Regions from separate parts of the Gossypium hirsutum genome. Here region 1 is linked to region 2. The links are chromatin contacts, called in public Hi-C maps. All regions are on one chromosome and are shown on one strand. The core of a region is the stretch at or near the end of the contact, and the rest is flanking DNA. Distances in the headings are between cores, read along the strand shown.

Region 1 (5,548 bases), core at 2,021-4,520, 81 kb before region 2:
TTCGATACAATCGTTGCATAAGCTAGAAAACCATCTAACAGGGGGGTAGATTACACAACTTACTTGATAGCTTTAAAGTTTCCCGACCAACCAATTGCTTCGCTGGCCGAAGAAACTGACACAGTGTAATGAAACCATGAAGCTAGGGCTGTGATGGAGTAGGAGATGTTGGTGGCTTCAAATCTGGATACTGCAACCATAAAGATAGGAAAAAATGCCAAATGTAAGCATTTTTTTTCCTTTGTGCATGAAACTGTAGGAAGGGGAAAATGAAACAACAGGTTCTAGTACTTTATAAAATACTATAAGATGAAACAAGGAATTCATGGAGTAATAAAAGTGAGACATTACCGAAGGATATGGTGAAAGTGGTTTAGGATATCCGGAGTTTCCATCTGTTTTGGGAACTGAATTAATTAGAGAAGGGGTTTCTGCTGCTGCTTCGACTTTTGGCTCCGGTTTTGCCTCTGGAGGTGAAAGAATAGCTTTGCTAGTGGCAGGATGTGATGGAGTAGGCGATGTTGGAGGCTTCAAATCTGGATACTGCCACCATAAATAATGGAAACATAAGCATTTTTCAATTTCTAATACAAGCACATACAACAGCATATGGAGTGATAAAAAGTGACATTACAGAAGCATATGGGGAAAGTGGTCTTGAAAATCCAGTGATTCCATCTGCCTCGGGTACTGTTTCGGGAACTGAATTTGTTTGAGGGGCTTCTGCCACTGCTTTGACTTTGGGTTCAGGTTTTTCCTCCGTAGGTGCAGGAAGAGCCTTGCTAGTGGTAGTTGTTGGTAAAAGGGCTGCTCCAATTTGCTGAGTTCACAGGCAAATACAAAAAATAGAAAAATTAGTCATGCAAGATAAAAATAGCATACAAATAATAACCAAGGTCTATATCAAGGTTGGATACCTTTACATCATCGACAAGTTCCTTAGGAGCCACCTTCGTGTTTAAGAATTCATCAACTTGTTTAAGTGTTTGCTTTCGGTTCTGTTATAAATAGCAGAGTAGAAAGTCAAACCATTATGTTTTGGCCTTACGGAACTAGAGACATAAGTTAAGTGACACATTCCATATTTGTTCATAACCATATCATTTTGTATGAGCTTAAGCATTTAGAACAAACAGTCACTGGATGAGTGTACTGTTGCCTATTGGACCATGCAATGGTCATTTATCTTTGCTCATCTTGCACTTACTTTCTACACAGGGCTTAGGCTTTTAGGACATTTGATTATCCAATTTAATATAAAGTGGAGACTTACCTCTGCATACAGGAATTTCTTGCTTACAAGCTGCACAATAGCAGCTGAGCCTAAAAGTTGAAGGATCGTTTCTATCTGCAGAAGATATGGCAAACCCACAATTTGAGTTGTTTCGAGGTGTGTGTGTATATATATAATCAGAGGTACTGTACTAAAAGGACTCAAAAACCTAACCTCTGAAAAAGCCAAAAGGCCTAACCCTGCAGCTGCAGCAATCCCCACAGTAACAGAAAGGCCATCTGATCCCTCCTGCAGATTATCACAACCATTTATCATATAGAAGAAAACTAATAAGAAAGGCTGAAGAACTTTCCAACAAAATCAATTCAAGATCTAGAAAAGTCTCTCTATGACATCAAAATCTTAAAAGTGAATAAGCAATTAGGAGATGAAGATAGGTACTCCGAAGGCCTCAGCGAATGCTTCTGTCAAATTGCTAAGGTCAAGACCTTTCTTTGGTTGTATCCAGGGAAGACCACTGTTCTGCAAAATTGAAACCATTCTCAAAAGGTGCAATTGCTAAATTTAGAAAAAATGGAGAAAGAAACAAAAAAAATTGATTTAGAACAGCACATACCACCCATCCCCGTGGTCCTTCAGCACCATCTTTGACTGCATAAGCAGCTTTGAATCCATTTGCAGTGACCAACTCCGCAACCAGTTCGGAATTCCCATCAAATCTGGCTTTCAACACAAATTTAAAGCAATATGAGAAGATGAATCAAATGAAAGTTCTAATTTCATCTTTCCTACAAACAAACTGCATATAGTTACAAATAAAATATTTGTCAGCCAATGCTTACATATGTTTAAAGGACACATTTCAACAGTTAAGAACGTATAGACTATCAATTTAGAAACCTTCAACCCTTGGAACAAAATGCAGTTAATTTATGGGTTAGGATCAATTAAGAAAGAGGCAATGGCCATATTCTATTGTGTAGCTTAAGGCCAATGAGCCTCCGTATAGGCATATACATTTCTACATTCTTCCTCCACAACCAACACACAAACCATTTAATCTCAGATACAGTGATACAATCATCAATAAGAGTGGATCCTTAACTAGAAACGAAGGTTTCATAGACAATGCTGGGAATTCACATATGAACAAATATATACAAGGCATAGGGTTTTCAGAAGCTTACTTGTCTATAATGAATAAGGTAGTATTTTCAGGTTCCTTGAATTTCAAAGACAGTTTTGTCAAGAACCCTGGTTTATCTTCACCATTGTAGGCAATTGACACCGGTTTCTTCCCAAATCCCTTAATGTCAGGGCTACCAACATCTCTAGACTCCTTGAGAGGCCTTATGTCCAGCAACTGAGCAGTGGCATCGTCACCTAGCTTGGCGTAAGCACTCCTTGCAGACTCAACTCCCCATGGCTTTGGATTCTTTAACAGACGAGACAAAATCAAAGGAACTGCTAAAGCAACGGTGCCACCAGCTATAACCGTGGGATTCTCAGTTACAAAACTGACAACGGTATCAAGGATCCCATTTGGGTCAAAATCAACAGACGAGGAGAATCCCGTAGTCTGCTGTAGGGCTTCCTCGTATGACAAGGCTTTAGCGAAACCATTGGGGAGAAGTGATGGCAGTAGCAGTAAACCCCCATGCAAGGTTCTTGAAAAACACTGGTGCAAAGCTGGTTGGGTCTTAATAAAAGCCGGGGAGTTGGGTAGTTTGAGTGGTGAAGCAATGGGGAGCAATGGTGCTTTTCTGGTCTCGGTTCTTGTCTCAGAAAGAACCGAGAGAGGTGTCAAACTTGGAGTTGCTGCATTGAGGGTCCTCATTTGCATAATTTTTATGCAAAGAGATGGGTGTCAAATGTATGATGGAAAGGCTTGAACCATCAACAATGGAGGATTTTTGTTGGAATTGATTGGATGACAACAAGGCTCAGAGGCCCTTAGCTTTGGAAGGTGCACTTTGAATGATGAAATGGTGGTGAGGTGGAACGAGATATGAGATCTCTGCCAGTCATTTCATGACACGTTGGAAGTGAGATGAGAGGCTTTTTGATCATGTCTTTAGGACTGTTCCTCATCTAAACTCATTTGTGTGGCTAATAATTGTCTGCACAAATTCAATAGTGCATCTAAAGTCTAAACTTTAGTACCTTCCTTTTTATACGGCAAAAACGTTATACTTAATTATCTTTAATTTACCTTGGTATTTTAGTTTGAAATTTTTTTATTGTAATATATGTTTTTTTTGTCTTTATGATAACTACATTTGACAAAAATTATATATATTTAGGTACATGAATGTAACAATATTAACTTTTTAGTTTTTAATTCGAGCTTTAAAATTGATTTTATAAAAATTCTTAGCTAATAATATTAGTAATTAACTTTCATCATATCAACCCTAAACCTAAATTAATTCACATTAATTAGATTGTATTTGACAAATTAAATGAAAATAAAATAAATTCACAATTAACACTACATTTATTCTATTAACAAAATCATAAAAAATTTAAACCTAATACTATTAGCGATTAACTTTCATTAAATAAATCCTAAAATCCAAATTATACACTAAAAAAGTTAGCATTGTAACCTTTGGGTGTAAAAAAATATAACATTTGTCAAATATATATATTAAATTAGACCAAAAAACAACACAGGTAGCACATTAAAAAAATTATCAAATTCAAGTACCAAATGATATATTAAACCTTAGAAAAAGAGATAAAGTCCTGATTTTGATAATTCTCTACTTAGTCTTTGAATTATTTTCGTTAATCCTCAAACTTAACAACTTTTTCAATTTTATTTATTTGACACATTTGATATTGTATCATCATATTATCACTTAAAAATTAGAATTTTATAAAATATTTAAATGATGATGTGATGTAATATTAGGGGCAATTTACCAAAAAAAGTCAATTTTTTTTAAATTTACTGAAATGGGCCCGGTATTTTATTATTTACCGGAATGGACCCCTTTCCCCTAAATCGCGTCCACGTCAACGCGAAGTCAGGGGATATGTCAGCAAATCGCGTCCACGTCAGCGCGCTATGCTGACATGGCAACAAAGCGCTGCTTTGAGAGCGCGATTTGTTGCCACGTCAGCAAAGCGCTCTGACGTGGTTGCGCTTTGATGAAGTGGCGCGTCCCTGGGGACGCGATTTAGACCGCTCGTGAACAGTGCAACGGTCAAAAATTTGACCGTTGCCCCACCCCCAACGGTAAAAAAAAACCTATAAATACCCCCACCCTTTTTTTTCACAAACAAATCTTCTCTCAAATTTCCTCTCAATTTCCTTCCAAATTTCTCTCAAATTCATATTTAATCTCAATTAGCTCTCAATTTCCTTTTAAATTTCTCTTAAATCCCTATTTTTAAATAATTTTAAATAATTTTGATTTTTTTAAACCGAAAAAAATCACTCTTAAATCCCCAATTTTTAAACCGAAAAAATTTGTACGATTTCAGTAATGGACGGAGGATTGACTCGTCTTGATAAGCACCACATATCCGTGGAACAAATGAAGATGGTAAGTGTTAAATTTAATTTTTAAATATTATTTAAGATTTTTTTATTTATGCATTTTTAGATAATTATTAATTTATTATTTGTTATAAAAGTCTGTAGATCGGGTATTGGAATGCAATATCTGGAATATGCATGCTCCTCCATCACCATTGGTAGAGAACTACCTATGGGAAGCGGGTTTTTGGCACGTGGCAACGGTAGGCCGGGGATGTAAGGTGGACCCGAAACTAATCAGTGCGTTGATCGAGAGGTGGAGACCCGAGACGCACATATTCCATCTTCCATGTGGAGAGTGCACTATCACTTTGGAAGACGTCAGCTTGCAATTGGGATTACCAGTGGACGGGTACCCAGTCACGGGGTCTGCCCAATCTAGCGATTGGCCAGCGGTGTGCTACGAGCTTCTGGGTGCTATTCCAGAGAAAATGAACGAAGGTAAGATCGAGATGGGCTGGTTGCAAGACACATTCCCGAATCCGGATGAAGATTCAACCGAAATAGAAAGAATCCGATATGCTTGGGCATACATTCTTCAGTTAATTGGAGGTTATCTGATGCCGGACTTATCACGGAGCCGCGTACATCTAAGATGGCTGCTGAAACACGTTGATTTTAGAACAACCGGTGAATTGAGTTGGGGGTATGCCGTCTTGGCCACATTATATAGGGAGATGTGTGGGGCGACGCGACCGAGGAGAGCAAAAATAAGAGGTTGTCTGTCACTACTGCAGTCATGGGCACGGTTTCGTTTTCTATTTCTA
Region 2 (5,924 bases), core at 3,242-5,741:
CACACAAATACACAAATTTTCATGGCATTACATGATCATCACATATCAAAGACAAATGTTCTTGACATTTCCATCACATAAACCGAATTAATCAAGGCAACTCAATAATATAATCATCAATACATCATTATTATCACACATATAAATATATCATGACTAAATTTCTTAAACATTTGATCATTTGCTTTTCGATACCGCAATAGCTCCTTTAGTACCAATACGTATTTACCATTCAATTTAACATTTACCGATTATAATCGGGCATATGACCATTTATACACAATTCATTCATACATTTTATTGTCCTCCTCCTCCTCTCCATCCCACATCCTTTATGTATATAACATGCTTAAATAGCACTATACATAATTTCACTATCCACTTATATTTAAATTTAAAGCTATCTAGTCAAGTTATAGTCACAAAATTATTTTTATATGGAGCTACAGAGCTCCAAATTAAGTTTCGTTAATTTTCCCCGAAACTAAACTCACATATCTTCTTACCATAAAATTTTTAGAATTTTTGGTTTATCCAATTAGTACAGTTTATTCATTAAACTTTTCCCTGTTTCACTGCTCGACAACTCTGACCTCCTTCACTACAATTTACTTAACTCTTTATACAGAATCCAAACGATGTTCTTGTTTGTTCCTCTTGAAAATATACTCATTGATAAGTTCAATCATGTAAATTACAAGCCATAATTAGTTTTGTACAATTTTTGGTGATTTTACAAAGTTGGAACAGGGGATTTCGAAATCAATTCAACCCTGTCTCACTAAAATTGAAATATTTCAAAATATATAACTCTTTTTCTTGCTCTGTTTCTTTCATGTGAAAATAAACTCATTCAGCTTCAATTTCATATAATATTCAACCTCTAATTCAATTTCCTCCATTTATGGTTATTTTTCAAAGTTGCACAACTGTTGTTGTTCAAAACTGTTTTATTTCTAAATTTACTCTTTTATTGTTTTGATATTTCATACCATCTTACACATGGGTCAATTAACTATCAAACCCAATATTCCTCACATAATCTTGTCCATTTCATATGTACATTCACTTTTCCAATTTCCCTGTTGAACAGTCGAAATATTATCCGTTACTTGGTGGATTCAACACTTAGCAACCACCTTAAATTCAGTGATACGGGGAATCAGCACATAGCAACCCCTTTCACAATTAAAGATACGGTGGAATCAGCACCTAGCAACAACCTTTATGTTCAGTGATACGGGGAATCAGCACATAGCAACCCCTTTCACAATCAAAGAAACGGTGGAATCAACACTTAGCAACCACCTTTAGAGTTAATAATTCAAAGAATCAGCACTTAGCAACCCCTCGGGGAATCTGCACTTAGCAATCCCTTTTTATCCAACGTATTCCGGTCTATTCCAAGTGTTCAATCGAAAACCTTATTTTTTTAACATTTTACCACCTTTCTCAAACTTAACCACATTTTTATAATCTACATCAAATATTTTATATATATTCACACAAATCTCAACAATATATTGAATAAAATTAAAACAATGCATTAACTCACATACAAACTTACTTTGGTGCAACAATATAGAAATTTAGCAATTTAGTCTTTAATCTTTTCTTTTCTCCGATCAAGGTCGATTCCACTTCTTTCTTGAACTATAATAACACATTTGACTTATTTAACATGCACATTCATGAAAACAGTCCTTAACTCAAACTTTGGCAAAATTATAATTTTACCCCTAAACTTTTCAATATTTACACTTTTGCCTCAAAGCTTGGAAATTAAACTTCATCTCTTATTCTTATGTTTTATGACTTACTGAACATTTTTCTCTTCTTTGACAACACCAAATTCCCACTCTAACACTAACTTATGAACATTAGGTATTTTTACCGATTATGTCGTTTTACTCGTTTTAACTTAAAATCGATTAGCAAAAATCGTTTAACATAATTTTAAGCTTCATATTCTATTAGGAAACATCAAAATTCACATTTTTCATCTATGGGTAATTTTTCAAACATAAATTCTAGCTCAAATTAATAGTAGAATTAGATTAAGCAAGCTACTGGGATTTTAAAAATATAAAGAAAAAGAAAAACGGGGCTAGAACGGACTTACCATGAAGCTTGGAAGATGAACAAACCCTAGCCATGGTGTTCCCTTGCTACATTCGGCCATGGAGAAAAGAATTGAAGAAGATGATAACTTATTTCATGTTATTTTGTCTTTATTCATTAATTAAGGCATTTTACCAAAATGCCCTTAAATAGCTTACATACTAACCATGTCTATTTTTTTCCATAACATAACCAATGGTCTAATTACCATTTAAGGACCTCCAATTTCAAATTTCATAGCAATTTAACACCTCTAGCTTCTAGAACTCAACTTTTGCTCTTTTTACAATTTAATCTTTTTAACTAAATTGAGTTCTCAAACGTCGAAATTTTCGAACGAAATTTTCATGAAATATTTTCGTGAAATTGTAGACCATAAAAATATAATAAGAAATAAATTTTTCCTCATCGGATTTGTGGTCCCGAAACCACTGTTCCGACTAGATCTAAAATCGGGCTGTTACATAGCAAATCACTCGATTGGAATAATGAAATAAAACAAGTTCAAATAAGAATATAAATTCAATACTTTAATTAAATAAAAAAAGTCCTTGAATCAAAACTGATTCAAGAAGAAAAACAAGAAAGTATCTAAAAGTCGAAAAGAAAATAATCTAAAACTAATTCTAAACTACGAGGGTTTTTTGAAGGCGTCTAAGGTCACTTGATTACATTCAACATCTAATGGTTTATTTATAAAGGTGTTGTCAGCCCAAATAAGGTCTTCAGCACTTCTTAGGTCTTCGTATAAGTTTGATTGTGCAGACAAAAATAACCTTAGATTATATGGGAAGGACGTCGACATGTGTCACTTTACACCAAGGCTATGGCACGACAAGAAACAAAATTCCAACCTTAGTCAATTGTTTGGTTCTTTGACGGCTCAAGAAGCTTGTAGATCACTCATCCCTTGCTTCCACGTCAATTGGGTCTTTATATCTTCATCCTACATACTCAATTAAACTATATAAACACAACCTAAAACCCATGTCAGCCTATTGGGTTACAACACCTACAAAATGTGTTGAAAAATACTTATTTTATTAACTTTTAATTCTAAGGCCTAATTACCGAAAACGAAATATAAAATCCTAATTTCCATAGAAGACAAGCTCTTTAAATGCGAAATTGATCGTAATTAACTACTATACTTGATGACAAGTCAAATACCCCTTCACTTAAGTCTTTACTTGTCTTCAAGCAAACTACCCAAAATAAAAACTAAACTAAACTAAACTAAACTAAAACTGAAAAATAATAAATAAACATGCGAAGAAAAAACATGTACTTGAGCCGGCTTAATACACAAGATTGGATCGAAGCATTGACACTAGGAAGATTTGCTTAAATATATAACTCTAACTAGAAATTTAAACAATTCAAAGTTATTTACACCTAAACAGACTAGTGAAATAAATTACAAAGTAAACAAGTTAAAGAAAATTAAATATATTTCCCTATCAAAATGTATATACGAATATAGGATTTATTTTTGTAAAGTATAGTCAGTTCAAATATTCTTTTCTCCACTCGATTTATTTTTATCCATTCTTTGAACTCTAATGCAGTAATATTTCAATGATAACCCTTATTACATTTTTTTTACGTGCCAACATACTAGAGATTTTTCTCGGGCACTTCTTATAAGGGTTATACTAGTCATACCGCACTTTTTTAATAACCATTGATTTTACCGAGTATTTTCTATTTAATTTGAGCCTCCTGTATTTCTACAAATATAATTACCTATGCATATCTACCTTTATCACTTGGTACATTTAATCTCTTTTACCTATTTACAGTGTAATAAAATGAACTAATTAGTCTAAATAAAAATAACCTAAACTATTTAATTAGTCTAAATTTACAATTTAAACAAACTACCTAGGTATATTCTCCTAACCAATCACTTGTATTTCTACAAATTTCAAGCACAAACATGCAATTAAAAGGAAAATTAAAAAATAAAAACAAGGAAAAGAAAATAACTAAAAAGAAACTTTTTAAAATCTTCTTACGTCACCCCCTACACTTTATTTGGTGTGAAACTAAAATTGTAAGAGAAAGATGTTACCCGATTCGTGTGGTAAGTGCATCGTAATTTGTAGCATTATTCCTCTTTTTAGTTTTAGCTCACAATTGTAGTGTCGACAAAATTTGTGGGGTTCCTACAAAGAGAAATAAATGCACAGAAACATATATATTGAAAATTCTAAGTCAGACTTAGAAACTGACTCCTCCATCATCTAATAAAAATATACAAAAATCCAAATATATAAATTTTCAACATTAGTCAGACTTAGATACTGACTCCTCTATCATCTGGCCCTTGCCTCTATCGCGTCTCGCTGATGCTTTCGTTGCCCACCTTCTCGAAGTTTAGGCTGGGCTATGTTGGCTCGGGTGGTGGATCACCATGCCTCTCATCGATGAGCGATCTAGGTGACATACCTGCTCATAGTTTGATGGTACGATAAGGATGTCCTCCATTTCGTCCTCATCTTCCTTATCATCATCGTCACCCTCTTGGGCTGGTGGTGGGAACCTCTCGAACATGCAGGGAGTGGCACTGCTGTGGGCCATCCATTCTGTTTCACAATACGGATCAAAATGTCTCTCATGTCCAACATCTAATAGGTCTGCCACTCTGATATCGGTATATCCGTGAGGTTTGTCTCTGATATCACGATTCTGCTTGCACTAAAGCTCAATAAACTGGTCGTATAAGTTATCCCCAATCACGCTCCAGGCGGGTCTTGTAAATAGCTTGATTGGTGACATGGGGACGTCAGCATGGCGACATATGAAACTGATCAGATGTGGGAAGTACATACTCTATTTTTGATGTCGCATGCAATTGAACATCTCATCGTATATCCAGTGGCCTATGTAAATTTCATCTCTATGCAAAATTGAGTAAAGCATAACCGCTCGATAGGTGGTAACATCAGGCACGTTATAAGTCGGCATGAGACTAGTGCAAATAAACTGCATCCACACCTTGGCCATCCGAAACATAATGACCTTGTTAAACTTAACGGCACCTTGAAGTTGGCTTGGTGAGTCACTCATCCCTTGCTTCCACATCAATTGGGTCTTTATATCTTCATCCTACATACTCAATTAAACAATATTAACACAACCTAAGGCCCATGTCGGCCTATTGGGTCACAACACCTACAAAATGTGTTGAAAAATACTTATTTTATTAACTTTTAATCCTAAGGCCTAATTACCGAAAACGAAATATAAAATCATAATTTCCATAGAAGACAAGCTCTTTAAGTGCGAAATTGACTGTAATTAACTACTATACTTGACGACAAGTCAAATACCCCTACACTTAAGTCTTAACTTGTCTTCAAGCAAACTACCCAAAATAAAAACTAAACTAAAATTGAAAAACAAGAACTAAACATGCAAAGAAAGAACACGCACTTGAGCCGGCTTAAGACACGAGATTGGATCGATGCATTGACACTAGGAAGATTTGCCTAAATATATAACTCTAACTAGAAATTTAAACAATTCAAAGTTATTTACACCTAAACAGATTAGTGAAATAAATTACAAAGTAAACAAGTTAAAGAAAATTAAATATATTTCCCTATCAAAATGTATATACGAATATAGTATTTATTTTTGTAAAGTATAGTCAGTTCGAATATTCTTTTCTCAACTCGATTTATTTTTATCCATGCTTTGAACTCTAATGCAATAATATTTCCCCAATAACCCTTATTAAATTTTTTTATGTGCCAACATACTCGAGATTTTTCTCGGGCACTTCTTATAAGGGTTAT

The links. A called contact is a pair of places that touch in the nucleus more often than the background predicts.
Region 1: a contact with region 2 is called in a Hi-C map of leaf, with 1.8 times the contacts expected there. The contact joins the promoter of LOC107900941 here to the enhancer-like site in region 2. A contact is called at or near these places in 4 of 34 Hi-C or Micro-C datasets (anther, cotyledon, leaf and 1 more).

What each region holds. Positions count from the first base shown.
Region 1 is chrD08:49,611,337-49,616,884 of Gossypium_hirsutum_v2.1, reverse strand. LOC107900941 (rhodanese-like domain-containing protein 4, chloroplastic) reads right to left here and starts at 3,270. Exons shown (of 9, transcript XM_016826733.2): 1 at 2,422-3,270; 2 at 1,851-1,953; 3 at 1,676-1,756; 4 at 1,448-1,522; 5 at 1,274-1,348; 6 at 918-998; 7 at 635-820; 8 at 352-543; 9 at 1-190. The coding sequence starts at 3,077. The coding sequence ends at 143.
Region 2 is chrD08:49,531,103-49,537,026 of Gossypium_hirsutum_v2.1, reverse strand. No RefSeq gene overlaps it. Among protein-coding and RNA genes, the nearest start is that of LOC107900942, 25 kb to the right of the region's middle. Within about 2 kb of position 4,491, at least 3 of the 9 cell types and tissues checked have an H3K27ac peak or open chromatin away from gene starts, as enhancers often do. A contact at or near this core is called in cotyledon and leaf, where this site is marked.